Regions from separate parts of the Pan troglodytes genome. Here region 1 is linked to region 2. A link is a contact called in public Hi-C data. All regions are on one chromosome and are shown on one strand. Each heading gives the region's core, a stretch centred on a gene start, on an enhancer-like site or on the middle of the called end of the contact. The rest is flanking DNA. Distances are from core to core; before and after follow the strand shown.

Region 1 (6,622 bases), core at 20-2,519, 73 kb before region 2:
GGCTGAAGGGTTCCTCAAGTGCCGCCAAAGTGGCAGCCCAGGCAGAGGAGGCGCCGAGAGTGAGCGAGGGCTGTGAGGACTGCCAGCACGCTGTCACCTCTCAAGATCTCATTACCTTGTCCAGGCTGGTCTTGAATTCCTGAGCTTAAGTGATCCTCCTGTCTTGGCCTCCCAAAGTGTTAGGATTACAGGCATGAGCTGCTGTGCCTAGCCAAAAGTAACTTGATAATTTGCACACAGGTGCCACATAATCCTGGTGGTACAGGTTGTACTGTCCAATACACTAGCCACATTTTACTTAAAGTGATGTGAAATTTAAAGTTCAGTTCCTCAGTCATGCTAGACAATTTACAAGTGCCCAATGGCCACATGTGGCTAGTGGCTACTGTATTGGGCAATGTAGGTATCGAAAATTTTCACCATCACAGAAGGTTCTATTGCACAGCACTGGACAGACCCTGCTTCTAAACTATTCTACGCAATTTGCTAGGTGAACGATCTTTAATGCAAATCTAAACATGGTCTTCTTTTGCTCAAAAGCCTTCAATGATTTTCTCTTCCATCAGCAGCAATCAGTTAATAGAGTTTTTTTCTTTTAAAAATGGTTGTAATGGAAAGTTAAATCAATTTTGAATCAATTTTGTGTGTTAAGACCAGCATTAAAAACAAGTAGCAAAAGAGAGTAGAAGGGAAAGTACTTATGGATCATTAGTACAGTTTTGTGAAATTTTTGTTTTGGTCATATCTATATTTCTTTGCCTCTATAACTAGATTTCCACCTCTTCATAACTTGATGTCTGTATGATATTCCACTGGGTTGCAATGAAAAACATCTTTCTAGTTGTGTGTGGTGAGCAAAAAATTTGGGCTTATGAGATAAGAAGTCTGAGCTCCGTAATGAAGCATTATAAGGCCCTCTATGATCTGATCCCTTGCTAATTCATTTCTAAGTCTCACCACTGTCTTGCACTTAGGTTCCCTTAATACAGAATTGCTGCTGGTTTCACCTGAGACACGAAGCTTTATTTTTCTTTTCTTTTTTCCATCTCTGTTGCGTTTCCTCATTCTGAACCGTTTCCTTGGACTGCCAGTTCTACCTTCTTTTTGCCTGGAGAACTTATCATCATCTAAGGCCAACTTAGGAAACACCTACAGCAGGAATCCTGCCTAAATGCTCCAGGGCGGGCTGGCTGTCCTTCTCTGACCTTTCAGAGCATCCCACACACATCCGTTTACGGGGTTATAATAACGTAATTATTTATTTAGGTGTTCATTTCCGGCACTATACTAAGTTCTTTCAGTGCAGGTACTATCTTATTCATCTTTGTATCTGAAGCGAGAAGCGCGGTACCTGTAACAAACTAGGCATTCATTCAATAAATATTTGTTGAAAGAATAAACGCAAGAAGGAAGGAAAAATCAATCAACAACTGTGCGGACAATGTCAGTGCAACGCAGACTCCGGCCATCAGAGGGCGCCGGGGCGGCTGGGCTGGTGCGCAGGCGCGCTGAGAGGGCTGGCGCCGCGGCGGTAGCGGTGGCGGTCGCGGCTGTGGCCGGTGGAAGTGAATGGTTTTACCCAGAGGGCCCTGCGCCGCCTTTCTCCGCTGGCAACGGCGCCGCTCCCCGCTCCTCCTCCCCAGCCATGGCGTTCACGTTCGCGGCCTTCTGCTACATGCTGGCGCTGCTGCTCACTGCCGCGCTCATCTTCTTCGCCATTTGGCACGTGAGTAGCTGGGGCTGGGGAAAGGAGGGCGAGGCGGCAACACAGCTTCTTTTCGCCCCGGGCCCGCGGTCCGGGCCGCCACGGCCGCCGGGGCTTTGCGCGTCGGGGATGCGGCCCGGCTGGCACGGGCCGCGCGGCGAGGGGTCTAGGGGCCGCGGGTACTGGAGGAGCCGGGGCGCGCAGTCGCCAGGTGGATGCGCCCGCGTTGTCTCGGCACAGGCCGCGCGCACCGCTACTCCTCCCCGACTGGGTGGGGCGGCCGCGGTCCAGGCGGGCGCCCGCGGTTCCGCGCTGCGTTCGCACCGACCTCTACCGGCCCGCGGCCCTGCATCCCCGGGGAGGATGTCGACGGCGCGGTGGGACGGGCGTAGTGTGAATGAAGTTTTCCGAATTTTTGTTAATATAGATTGGCTTTCTTTTAGGGTTTCCACAGAACTGTGGCCAAAATGTAACCTACTTAGGGTGAATTTCCAACTCTACTTTTCAGCACTTGTTGGGTGCTCTTCAGATCAAATCACTTTTTTTCTCTTTTTCCAGATTGTTGTTTCCTGGTGAACTTTGATGCAAGTTCAGTTGATTACTTTGTTGATTGCATGTGCGCGTTTCCCCCCCAAATCATACTTTGACCGCTGGAGTTTCAACAGGCAGCTTTCCAAGCCACCCTTATATTCAGGATTGCTTGATTTAGTAGAGGCAGTTTTCATTTGATTTTGAGATGCTCAGAAACCTTAAGCTTTTCTGGGGCAGTATTTATTTCTGTTACACACATCATCATCACTATTGCAGGGTGGAAGCACAGCCTTACTGGTCCCTCTAAGGAAAAAGTCGTAAGTTCCCTGTGATATAGTTCTACAGAGATAAGAATTTCTGTTGCTTTAGCACAAAATTAAAAGCATTGAGAGCCTTCTGGAAATCATTCATTAAAAATTTATCTCATACTTGCTTCTCTTTTCCCCATATTCCAGTGCCTTCTGGAATGTTGCTTTTAATTTGAATGACCACGTTAACTCTTACGTAGATTTTAAGTCAGGTTTCATCATGCCAGTAACAAGGATTTCTATGAAACATACGGAGGGGCAGAATGATTAAACAGCAGCAGCGTCTTGTGCAAAAAAGTCTCGAAAGTGGAAGTATATCACAAATCCATTCCTTTTTGCTAAGCAGTGTGATTATGTTTACAATTATTTTAGGACCTGACTGCTTATTGTAATCAGGAATACTTATGTAGGCTATTAACTGTGTCAGAAATAACTGCTACCTCAGAATGCTTGTCAGTAGGAGCAGTAATTTGAAGAGCATCTTCAGCCCTGCTTTGATGGAAGAACAATACCTAAGATAATTTGGGATACAGACTAGCTCAACCTTAGTAGGCCTCTGATGAAAATGTGTGGTTCCATGGCCGGGCGCGGAGGCTCACTCCTGTAATCCCAGCACTTTGGGAGGCCGAGGCGGGAGGATCACGAGGTCAGGAGTTCGAGACCAGCCTGGCCAACATGGTGAAACCCCGTCTCTACTAAAAATACAAAAAAATTAGCCGGGCATGGTGGTGGGCGCCTGTAATCCCAGCTACTCGGGAGGCTGAGGTGGAGGAGAATCACTTGAACCCAGGAGGCAGAGGTTGCAGTGAGCCGCGATGGCGCCACTGCACTCCATCCTGGGCGGAGACTCCGTCTCAAAAAAAAAAAAAAAAAAAAAAGAAAGAAAGAAAGTGTGTGGTTCCATTCCATCTGTAGATGTAGCTTTAAGTCACTCTGCTTGATGGGTGTTCCTTTTTTCTGGGATGATGGGGATTCTTAGAGTGGTGGGGTTGGCTTTTTCACATTTTTACGTTTTGAACCAGGTTGTGTTTGGCTTAAGGAAAACCTGAACCGCACTTTCAAAAAACGGGTAATTTCAGCTTAAACAAATGCGTGTCTGGGTGAAGTAAATAATTTTAAGTCGTGTTATACAATGAAAAAAAAATTATACCGCAGATTTGTGGAGAGCTTTTATGCTTAGGGATTTCTTCATTCAGAGAGTTAGTATCCTTTTGGAAACAATTCTAAATAAATAGATAGTTTTAATTTTTCTATTACCCATATAACCTTATGTTTATCATCTTAGGTAGTATCTTAGTCCATTCCTTTATAGTGTTTATAGTGTTGCTATACAGGAATACGGGAGGCTGAGTAATTTACAAAGAAAAAAGAGGTTTATTTACCTCAGGATTCTGCTGACTATAAGACTGGGCATCTGGTGAAAGTCTCAGCCTGCTTCCACTCATGGTGGGGGAGTAGTGTGTAGAGATCCCATAGTGAGAGGAAGCAAAGGAAAAAGAGGGGGAGGTGCCAGGTGCTGTTTACAAGCCAGTTCTCTTGGGTCCTAATGGCAGGAGAACTCACTTATTCCCTCCAAGATGACACCAAACCATTCATGAGGGATCTGCTCCCATGACCCAAACACCTCCCGTTAGATCCCGCCTCCAACATTGGGGATCAAATTTCAACCTGAGATTTGGAGGAGTTAAACCAAACTCTAGCAGGTAGTTGAAGTATCTTTCAGAAGACTCATTTTACAATTTTTAAATTACATTCCAAAAATCTTATTTACATTAATCACTGTATTAGAGAATGTTTTTTATGCTGATGATTATATCTGTCAATTTAGTCCTAATTCATGTCATTGATGCTCTGTGGAGAATAGAGTCGGGAGCATAGATTGTTTGAAAAATTAAAAGCTTAAAAGTCATTCCTTAAAGATGTGTATCAAATTGGAAGGTATTCTGAATTGTGTACTTGGGCATCTTTAGGGATTTATCTGTTTTATTTTTGTTATACTTCTGTGGGAAATTTTGTGGGTGTCTTTGCTCAGCCACATAGCTGCAAAAAGATTTGAAAATCATTAAGAATATTCTCAGAAGAGGTTCGAAAACCCTAGCCTATAGCACTCAAAGAGAAACCCATTCAACAACATAGTTAAAAAATCCCTGTGACTAGGCACAGTGGCTCATTCCTGTAATCCCGGCACTTTGGGAGGCCAAGGCAGGTGGATCACCTGAGCTCAGGAGTTTGAGACCAGCCTGGGCAACATGGTAAAATCCCATCTCTACAAAAACTACAAAAATTAGCCAGGCATGGTGGCATGCACCTGTAGTCCCAGCTACTCCGGAGGCTGAGGCAGGAGAATCATTTGAGCTGAGGAGGTGGAGGTTGCAGTGAGCTGAGATTGTGCCACTGCACTCCAGCCTGGGTGACAGAGTAAGACCCTGTCTCAAGAAAAAAAAAAAAAAAAAAAAAAAATTCCCTTGAAGTCACCTGAAGAAAATGTCCAATTAAATGTCAGTTTTAAAGACAAGTTTTGTATTCTGTTAAGTTGGATCTTGTTATAGACAAGTACTTACGATTATCATCCTTGTCTTGAGCTTTATTACTAAAATGCATTGGGGTTATAGACCACGGCTGACGTCAAGTAGCAGACTAATAACGTCCATAAGTAATCAGAAATTAGTATTTTCTAATTACACATTTATGTTTTTAACATTTGTGTTAGGTGTCATTAGCCAAGGGAAATCCCCCTGGTGAGTTCTGCCTTTTTTTTTTTTAATCCCTAGTGCTATTTTTTTCACCCCCTCCTTCCAGTTAATATTTATTGAACACTTAACTATGTGCCAGGCACTATTTTATATTTTAGGCCCCGGGACATAATAGTAAATACAACAATCTTTGTTCTTTCAGAGATTACATTCTAATGTTTTATTATTTTCCTTCTATTGTTGTTTGGTTGGAGTTTTTATTAGGGCAGGTTGGTGAATTTTATAGAACTCTAGAAATTAAAAAAACCGTCTTTTTATGAATCTAAATTTTAACAGGGAAATAAACAGTCATGTTAAAAGATGGAAATATGTAACTTTACTGATTACTGATAATATTGAGCAACACTTTCACATATAAAGATACTATTCCTAACTCATTAAGGGAAGGGTAGCTTAGTTTGTGTGTCCCTGGGGTGAGTAGTGTTAGCAACTAAAATGGCTCCCCCATCAACTTGCTGCCTTTGTTTTCTTTCTTTGTCACCTGAAATGATGCCACAAAGTGGTGCAGAGTCCCTATTTTGACTCTTAATGTACATTCTAGTGACCCTTGAGGTTGAAGCCACATTCCTCCAGAGTGCGGACAAAAGCATCCTTAGAAATGTATGTGTTTGGGCACCAATGGCAACACATTGAAGAGTTCGAGTCCATCTCTAGTGTCCCACTGAGCACTGTGCCAAGGGAGGAGGAGCATGCACAGATAAATAAAAATGGTCCTTCTCCCTGAGAGTGTAGAGGGGCAGACAGACCTGTGTGTAAATACCACACTCCAGTGTGAGACAAGCCATATCGATGGCATTATAGAGTCCCATGCTGTGTGGAGATGTGGGGAAGGATGCAATTACTTCTGCCCAAAGGAGTTAGGAAAGCCTGCAGAAAGAAGTTGACCTAGGAAGGTTTGTTTTTTTTTAGGATAAAGAGGAATTTGGATAAACAGTTGAAATTATTTTTCTAGTCAGAAGATTATTTCGAGTAGAGATAAGTTGAAATAACTTGAGCAGAGGCATTGAAGAAATTGAAAATTGAAGGTATTTATTACAGTAATACCAAATTTTAGTGATACTGAGATAAGAGTGTTTTCACTTTAAATCGCATTCTGGTTCTTTTTGTCATATATGAGTTTACTGTAAATTGGTATTTGTGATCTTGGTGTACTTTTGTTCCTGTTTTATTAACTTTAATAATTATTTGAAGATGGGGCAGGTTTGTTGCTGCTTTTAATTAAAGTGAGTGGTCCTAACTGTTTTAATTTTATTTTAGATTATAGCATTTGATGAGCTGAAGACCGATTACAAGAATCCTATAGACCAGTGTAATACACTGAATCC
Region 2 (7,168 bases), core at 50-2,549:
TGTGTGTGGTTGTACTTATTTGTTCTCATGGCAGTATTCCATTGTATGAATATATCATAAGTTATTCATCCAATCTACTGTTGGGTCATTTCCAGTTTGGGGCTATTATGAAGTGCTGCTATAAACATTCTTTTCTATGTCTTTTGGTAAACATGTTGTATACATTGCTGTTGGGTATATAACAGGAGTGGAAGTGCGTATGTTCATCTTTTAGTCGATACTGCCAAACAGTTTTCCAAAGAGCTTATATGAATTCACATTCCCACTAGCACTGTGTTATAATTCTAGCTCAACATCTTTGCCTGTGTAGTGTCTGTGTTATCACTTTAGCTATTTAGTGAGTGAGCTATTTCAAAGCAGCATTTAATTTCAAATGGTTGAAAGACTAACCAGTTGAATATTAGAATCAGTAGATAACATTCTTTAAGAGATAGCAAAAGCCCATAATTTTTAGGACCTTTTAGAAAATGTTTCTATATTACATGTTAATTAACCATGTGTAAATATTTTGCTGCATTATTTTATAAATGCACATATAATTGCAATGTATATATTTTGGGAGTATGTGCCTACTCTAGACCATACTAATATAAACTGAGTGGCTCCAAATTAAGAAGGTTCTCTAATTTAGACATAACATCAGTGAGTACCTCACACTCTGATGAAAGAAATATTACCTGAGTTTTCCAAACATCACAGATTGGGAATGAAATTAAAGTCACAGTTATTATCCTTTACAAAATATTATTTCTCTGGTTCTTCCTCTCTTCACTGTGTGAAACTGCAGTCTCTCTACTCCTCATAATAGTTCAGTGAGTCCTCCAGGATGGCCTCTGTATCCTCTAAGATATAAGAGCAAGGCACCGACCATCTTCTGGCTCTCCTTTGCTGGGGTAAAGTCTCAGATCACTGCCCAAGCCCACCAATGTCCCACTCTACTGCAATGCCAGCTGCACCTTCTCTGTTGCTGCTGATATTGCTGGCACAGGATTTTGCTAATCCTTGCAACTTCAAGGTCCTGCGGAAATTTTAACAAAACAGCTCTTTTTAGTTTCATCTGCTTTTAAGATCCATGGCACCTGGATCAGAGGGCGCTGGGGCTGACCACCACTGGGAGGCACCAAGACTCGTCCCTCCCCTCTGGCCCTGTCTTGATGTCACTGAACTCAATTTGTGTGCTTTGACTTTCTCTTCCCTTAGGGTGAGTTACTTCCCAGGAGTCCTCTGGCCTCTCCTGTAAACAATCCTAGCAAGATTATCTCACCCTCTGCTAGCTGTGCTCAGGCCTGGGTGAGTCCTGAGAGCTTGGTCTCAAGCTGAGGCTGACCGTGTGTCCTCATCGGCATAGGTTAGTCCTGGTTTGTGACTGTCGTACTGGCATAATTATTAACAGCTCTCCCTTTCACTCTTGCAAGCCTCCTGCTTTGAATGGTTAATTATACAGGGTCACCCTCTCTCAAGCCATCTTTAGGAAAATGTTATAGAAGTAAAACAATCAACAACACGTTTTAAAATAGTCAAGAAATACACTATGTAGAGAAGAATTTTGACCTCGGATGGCTGGAGTGAGCATTGCAGTAATCTCCTAGCCTGTGGGTCTTGCCTTGCCTCTCAGCCCCTAGCTGGCAGCTACTTGGCTCCATCTAGAGGCTCTGCTCTGCTCTGGCCGAAGACTATTTCTTCCTTTCTCCTGTGGTTGAAAGAGATCACAAGATATCACAAGGGGGGATTGAAGGAGCTGGGGTAGGATGCTCTGAAACCCAGCCAGAGGTTAAATCATTGTGGTGGTGGGTCCTCCCCATACCCTCGTGCCCAGTTTTCCTAACCTGGCTTTGGCTGTATTCCTGAGACAGTTTCTGTTTCATTTGTTTCCTAGTTCCTAATGGGCCCTAAGAGTCTCTTGCTATTTCCTCCAATCCTTGGCCTGCCTTGGACCTGGACTCTGGCTCCTGACCTCAGTGACACAGGATCTGCCATCCACTGCATCTCTCTTCACATGGCCTGCCTTACCCCGTTGTCTCTCCCCCTTCCCCAAAGTGCAGTTTGCTCTTCTTGGAAGCCATGCTGTAATCTCTCGTACTTGCATGTGGGGTTTCCACCAGGAAGGCAAGGTGCTCTAGCAGAAAGGAAAAGGGCTCTGAACTCAAAAGACCGGATTCAAGTCCTATTTCAGCAATTAGCCACGTGTCCTTGGATAAATCACCGAGATACTTAACCTGAATGATAATTCCCTCATCTGTGGCAGGTAGAATGAAATTGCCACTTGAAAATGGAAGAACTGACTTCTGAACTCAGAGGATTTCCTGCTGAGTTTGGTATCAATCAGTTGACTGGGGCTGGGTTAATCTTTGGGGAAGTCAGATTTCTGAACTTGAGGAACTAAGGCTGTATGTCAAGGATGCTGGGATAATCAGCTTGGAACCAACATGATTCCCAACTTAATTTTAGGGGAAAGTTCAGCCAGCTTCGGAAGCTGGGCTATTCACCTACCCAACTGCTCCAAGCCCAGACAGGTCTTGAATCAGACAACTCTCACAGGAGAGTGTAACTGGCATCTTTTCCCCATCTCATCTTGTTGGTTTTGGTAATGAGATGAGATTGGGTAGTTCAATTTGCCAGGAATGGAGAACGGCCTGATACTCTTAAATCTCTATCTTTCAGGAATACTTAGTTCATTTTATCTTATTTTATTATTTTTTGAGACAGGGTCTTGCTCTGTCATCCAGGCTGGAGTGCAGTGGCATAATCATGACTCACTGCAGCTTCAACCTCCCAATCTCAAGCGATCCTCCCACCTCAGTCTTCCGAGTAGGTGGGACACAGGCACGTGCCACTACGCACAGCTAATTTCTTTTTTTTGGTATTTTTTGTAGAGACAAGGTTTCACCATGTTGCCCAGGCTGGTCTTGAACTTCTGGGCTCAGGCAATCTGTCCGCCTTGGCCTCCTAAAGGCCTGCATTTACAGGCGTGAGCCACTGTGCCCAGCACTTAGTTCTGCTTAAATATAATCTAAAATAAGGAGAAAGAGCCTTATTTTAATCACTTCATACTGAAGTACATTCAGAATGAGTTGAGAACCCATGTCTTATAAGAATCCATATTAATGACCAAAAATATAAAACAGAAATGGCAAGGCCATCCAGTAGTTCTGTTCTTCCTGGAATGGGAGATGGCAGCCGAGAAAAGCAGGATTTCAGTAAACATCTCCCTCTTGTGCAGAAATCCCCAGTCCGGGATTCAAATCTGATTAAGTGAGTCAGGCTTGCATTTATTACCGTATATTACAAACATTTTTCAGCATTCAGGAGTGAGTGGTGTCTCTGTGGATTTGGCCACTTCCTGGCAATTATGCACTTGGCTGCTAGTGCAAACGAGCATGCCAAATGCCTGGAATGACGATCCATGTCTGAGCAGCTTTCAGTCTGGGAAGGATGTTGTCCAAACATCACGTTCCTTCCCAAGGTGGCCAAATCCTGGTTACAGTTCTGTCCTTTAAATCTATGTATCCTGAAACTTGGCCAGAAAGGATATGGCCACATCCCTTTGCCCCTTTCAGCTTCCGCAGCAAACACCTGGGGGAACTTGCATTGATTTTGCAGTGTCTGGCGGCTGCTTAGTCCAGAAGTAGTTTTGTGCCTAGTGCCTTAATCAGAAAATCACATTCTGAACATAATCTGTCAGGTGGATTATTAGAAAACACTAATTCTTTCAGAGACTAAGTCTGGAAGCCTGGTGAAATGCCAACTGAGTGATGGCATTGTTTTTCTGAAATGCCCTTCCAGCTTTATTTGCATGAGTATTAGCCAACCTGTCCAAATTGTAGCTGATTCACACTTGTTTGCGCTTCAGAAAACAGCCCTGGATTAGAAAGAGAGTCTATCTCTCGGCATGCCCTGTACAGCAGTGGGTCCTGGTAAAACCAAACAGTTTTAATGAAATTTAGCAAGGACTGTCTTGGTATACAATTGGCTCTCTGTCTCCACTGGTTTTGCATCCACAGTCAACCAGCCATGGATTGAAAATACAGTATTCACGGGATACAGAACCCACATATATGGGGGGCCAACTTTTCCTATCATTGGGTTCTACAGGGCCGGCTATGGGACTTGAGCACTTTAGTATCTGCTGGGGGGTGAGGGTGGCAGAGGTGGGGATAGGGTATCTTAGAACCAATCCCTTTGAGATACCAAGGGATGACTGTATATGGAGAGGACTAAAATGTATGCTCAATGAGGTGGGAATTTGGTCTGTTTACCATCTGTTGAATGAATAAGTGAACGAGCTTGTGAGGCTGAGGAGGCAGAAGGATGGCTTGAGCACAGGAGTTCAAGACCAGCCCAGGCAACACAGCAAGACCCCTGTCTTAAAAAAATAATGATGAAAAATAAATAAGCAAATGGATAATTATAAACTTACCCTCTTCTTAATTACATAGTATATATCATCTTGTCCATTTCTTATTTCCTTTTAAGTTTCTCACTTTCTTTTTATTCAATTTAGATAGAAGGCAGTTAAAAGCCTTTCTCTATGAAATAGGCAAATGGAAAGTGAAAACGCCTTGACTAGAGTCCTGTGCCCACTTGTCTTTTTGCTTATCCCCCACTTCCTCCCATGAGCTTTGCCATTGTCTTCAAGAAGTAGCCCCACTCCCCTGCTTTCTCAGCTGGTGGTCTGGCCTTCTATCTGCCCCTAACAACACTCGTGTGTTTTTTCCTCTAGTCCAAATGAGGCATCTCTTCTATAATGAAAACCCCTTCTCTTCTGTGGAACCTTGCAGCATTGGTTACTCCTCTCTCCTCTGCCTTTTCTTCAGCATTGGTTTTTCAGAGTCCATAGAAGAGCTCAAGTCTCTCCAATATTAAAACAAAAAAAAAAACACAAAAGCACAAAAACAAAACAAAACAACTGCCACACCCCCAAACCAAAAAAAATCCACCTAGCCCCATATCACTTTTACCTTCACAGCCCAGTTTTTCAGTTGAAAGATCTATATTCAGAGACTCTATTTTCATACTACTTTTTTATCCTCTGTAAAATTAAATAAGAAAAAGGCTTTTTTTTTCCAGAAGGTAAATATAAAATTAGAAAATCAGAACTATGTTTTTCCTTTAAGAATAGAAACAATTTTTTTCCCTTGCTAGCTAGATTTCTTAGGGTAAGAATATAAATCCCAAATCAGATTGCATTTTGTTTTGACAACAAAGGAGAAAAGCACAAGAACAATCTTATCATTATAAGACTTGTTTATAATCTAAGAAGCACTGGATGCAATTCCATGTGATTTCCTGTCCTAGCTCCTTTACTCAGACGGTCCTCTGACTATCCTGCAGATCCTTTGCTGGGCTGTCTCCTAACTCCACATGCTTGTCTTTAGCTGTCTTATTGCTCCTGTGGTTTCAGCTGCCAGCCATCCAGTGAATTCCTAATCACCACCTCTGGCCGTTCTCTGTCTTCTGAGTTTCAGATTCATGTATACAAACACCTCCATCCTGATGGTCCCTGAGCGGTAAAAATCAACATGTACAAGACTGAACTTAGTGTCTCTTTCTTAAATTTGCCTCTCCTCCATATCTCTGTAACCTCACACCTGAGAGTCATCGTAGCTCTTCCTTCCCTGTCACTGTCTGTATTTAACTGGTGATTTAGTATTGCCTTTTCAGCTTTTTAATACTTCCTGTTTTGGCCTCCTTCTGTCCATTCCCATGCTGACGGCCCCAGTTCAGACCTTATTATTTTTCATCCTTTGAGTTTTCCACCTGCCTGCTTCCTCCTGGTCATACACTTCTCCAATGCCTTCTCCATGTGAATATTTTGATGATGTTGAAGGAATCACTTTAAAATGCATATCTGATCATCTCACTTCCCTGTTGAATACTCCTTACTAGCTCCCCAGTGCCCAGAGGATAAAGCTAAAATCTTTAGCATAGCATAAAAGATTAAAGTTTGTTACTTGTTCTCCCTTCCTCAACTATACATCTTAGCTTTCTCAGGGGTCTCAGACTCAAAGGTCTACAGTGGAGGGTATAGTGGTGACTAGGTAGGGCTACTGTGAACTAGAGGATTCATAATCCCATTGAAAAGGGTGAACGGTTGCTACAGACCAGATTTTCTCTTCAACATTCACATGTTGAAATCCCAATCCTTGATTTGATGGCATTAGGAAGTAGGGCTTTTGGCAGGTGATTAAGTCATAAGGATGGCGCTCTTACAAATGGGGTTTTTACCATTACAAAAGAGACCCTAGAGTCCCTTTGTCCCTTCCACCATGTGAGGCACAGCAAGAAGACGGCCCTCTATGAATAAGGAAATGAGCCCCCACCAGACACTGAATCGGAGTGCCTTGATCTCGGACTTCTCATCCTCCAGAACTGTGAGAAATAAATGTCTGTTGTTTAAGCTACAGTCTACAGTGTTTTGTTACAGCAGCCTGAATGAACCAAGACAGCCACTCTTTGGCTCCAGCCAATTACTGGTGAGTGGGAATTTGGGCTTAGCGTGGCCAAAGTAACAACTTCTTTTTTCATGAGAAGCTGGATTTTTACATCAAACTAAGTTTACTAAGTGTTAGAAACTAATTTTAAAACATTAAAACTCATTTTTTATTTTGAGTCTCACTGTGTCACCCAGGCTGGAGTGCAGTGGTGCAATCTCGGCTCACTGCAACCTCTGCCTCCTGGGTTCAAGTGATTCTCCTGCCTCAGCCTCCCACATAGCTGGGATTACAGGTGCCTGCCGCCACGCCTGGCTAATTTTTGTATTTTTAGTAGTAACGGGGTTTCACCGTGTTGACTAGGCTGGTCTCAAACTCCTGACTTTGTGACGCACCTGTCTCGGCCTCCCAAAGTGCTGGGATTACAGGTGTGAGTCACCGTGCCCAGCCAATCATTGCGTTTTTAAATGTTCATTATTAAAGTGAAAAAAAAAATACAACCTTTGTACCAAATTAAACACATCTGTGTAAGACTGCAAGATTGATGCCCATGTCTATAAGTTCTTCCTGAATTCTGATTCTTAATCATGTGGAATTGCTTCTGGTACCCTAAATATGTACTGTGCCTCCTCACCTTTGTTTTTGCTGGCTTTCTCTGTTTGGAATGCCCTCTCTCTTCCTCACACTCCTTCCATCCCACTCTAACTCTTATCCCAAACATATGGTAAGGATTTTGA

Evidence for each region. Hi-C and Micro-C count contacts between places; a contact is called where the count stands out from the background.
Region 1: a Hi-C map of induced pluripotent stem cells shows a contact between it and region 2, with 1.6 times the contacts expected there. The contact joins the promoter of CNIH1 here to the enhancer-like site in region 2. A contact is called at or near these places in 2 of 7 Hi-C or Micro-C datasets (both in induced pluripotent stem cells).

Annotation. Positions count from the first base shown.
Region 1 is chr15:52,430,627-52,437,248 of NHGRI_mPanTro3-v2.0_pri, reverse strand. CNIH1 (cornichon family AMPA receptor auxiliary protein 1) reads left to right here and starts at 1,269. Exons shown (of 5, transcript XM_509955.8): 1 at 1,269-1,726; 2 at 6,555-6,622. The coding sequence starts at 1,442.
Region 2 is chr15:52,356,917-52,364,084 of NHGRI_mPanTro3-v2.0_pri, reverse strand. No RefSeq gene overlaps it. Among named protein-coding and RNA genes, the nearest start is that of CDKN3, 32 kb to the left of the region's middle. Within about 2 kb of position 1,299, at least 7 of the 24 cell types and tissues checked have an H3K27ac peak or open chromatin away from gene starts, as enhancers often do. A contact at or near this core is called in induced pluripotent stem cells, where this site is marked.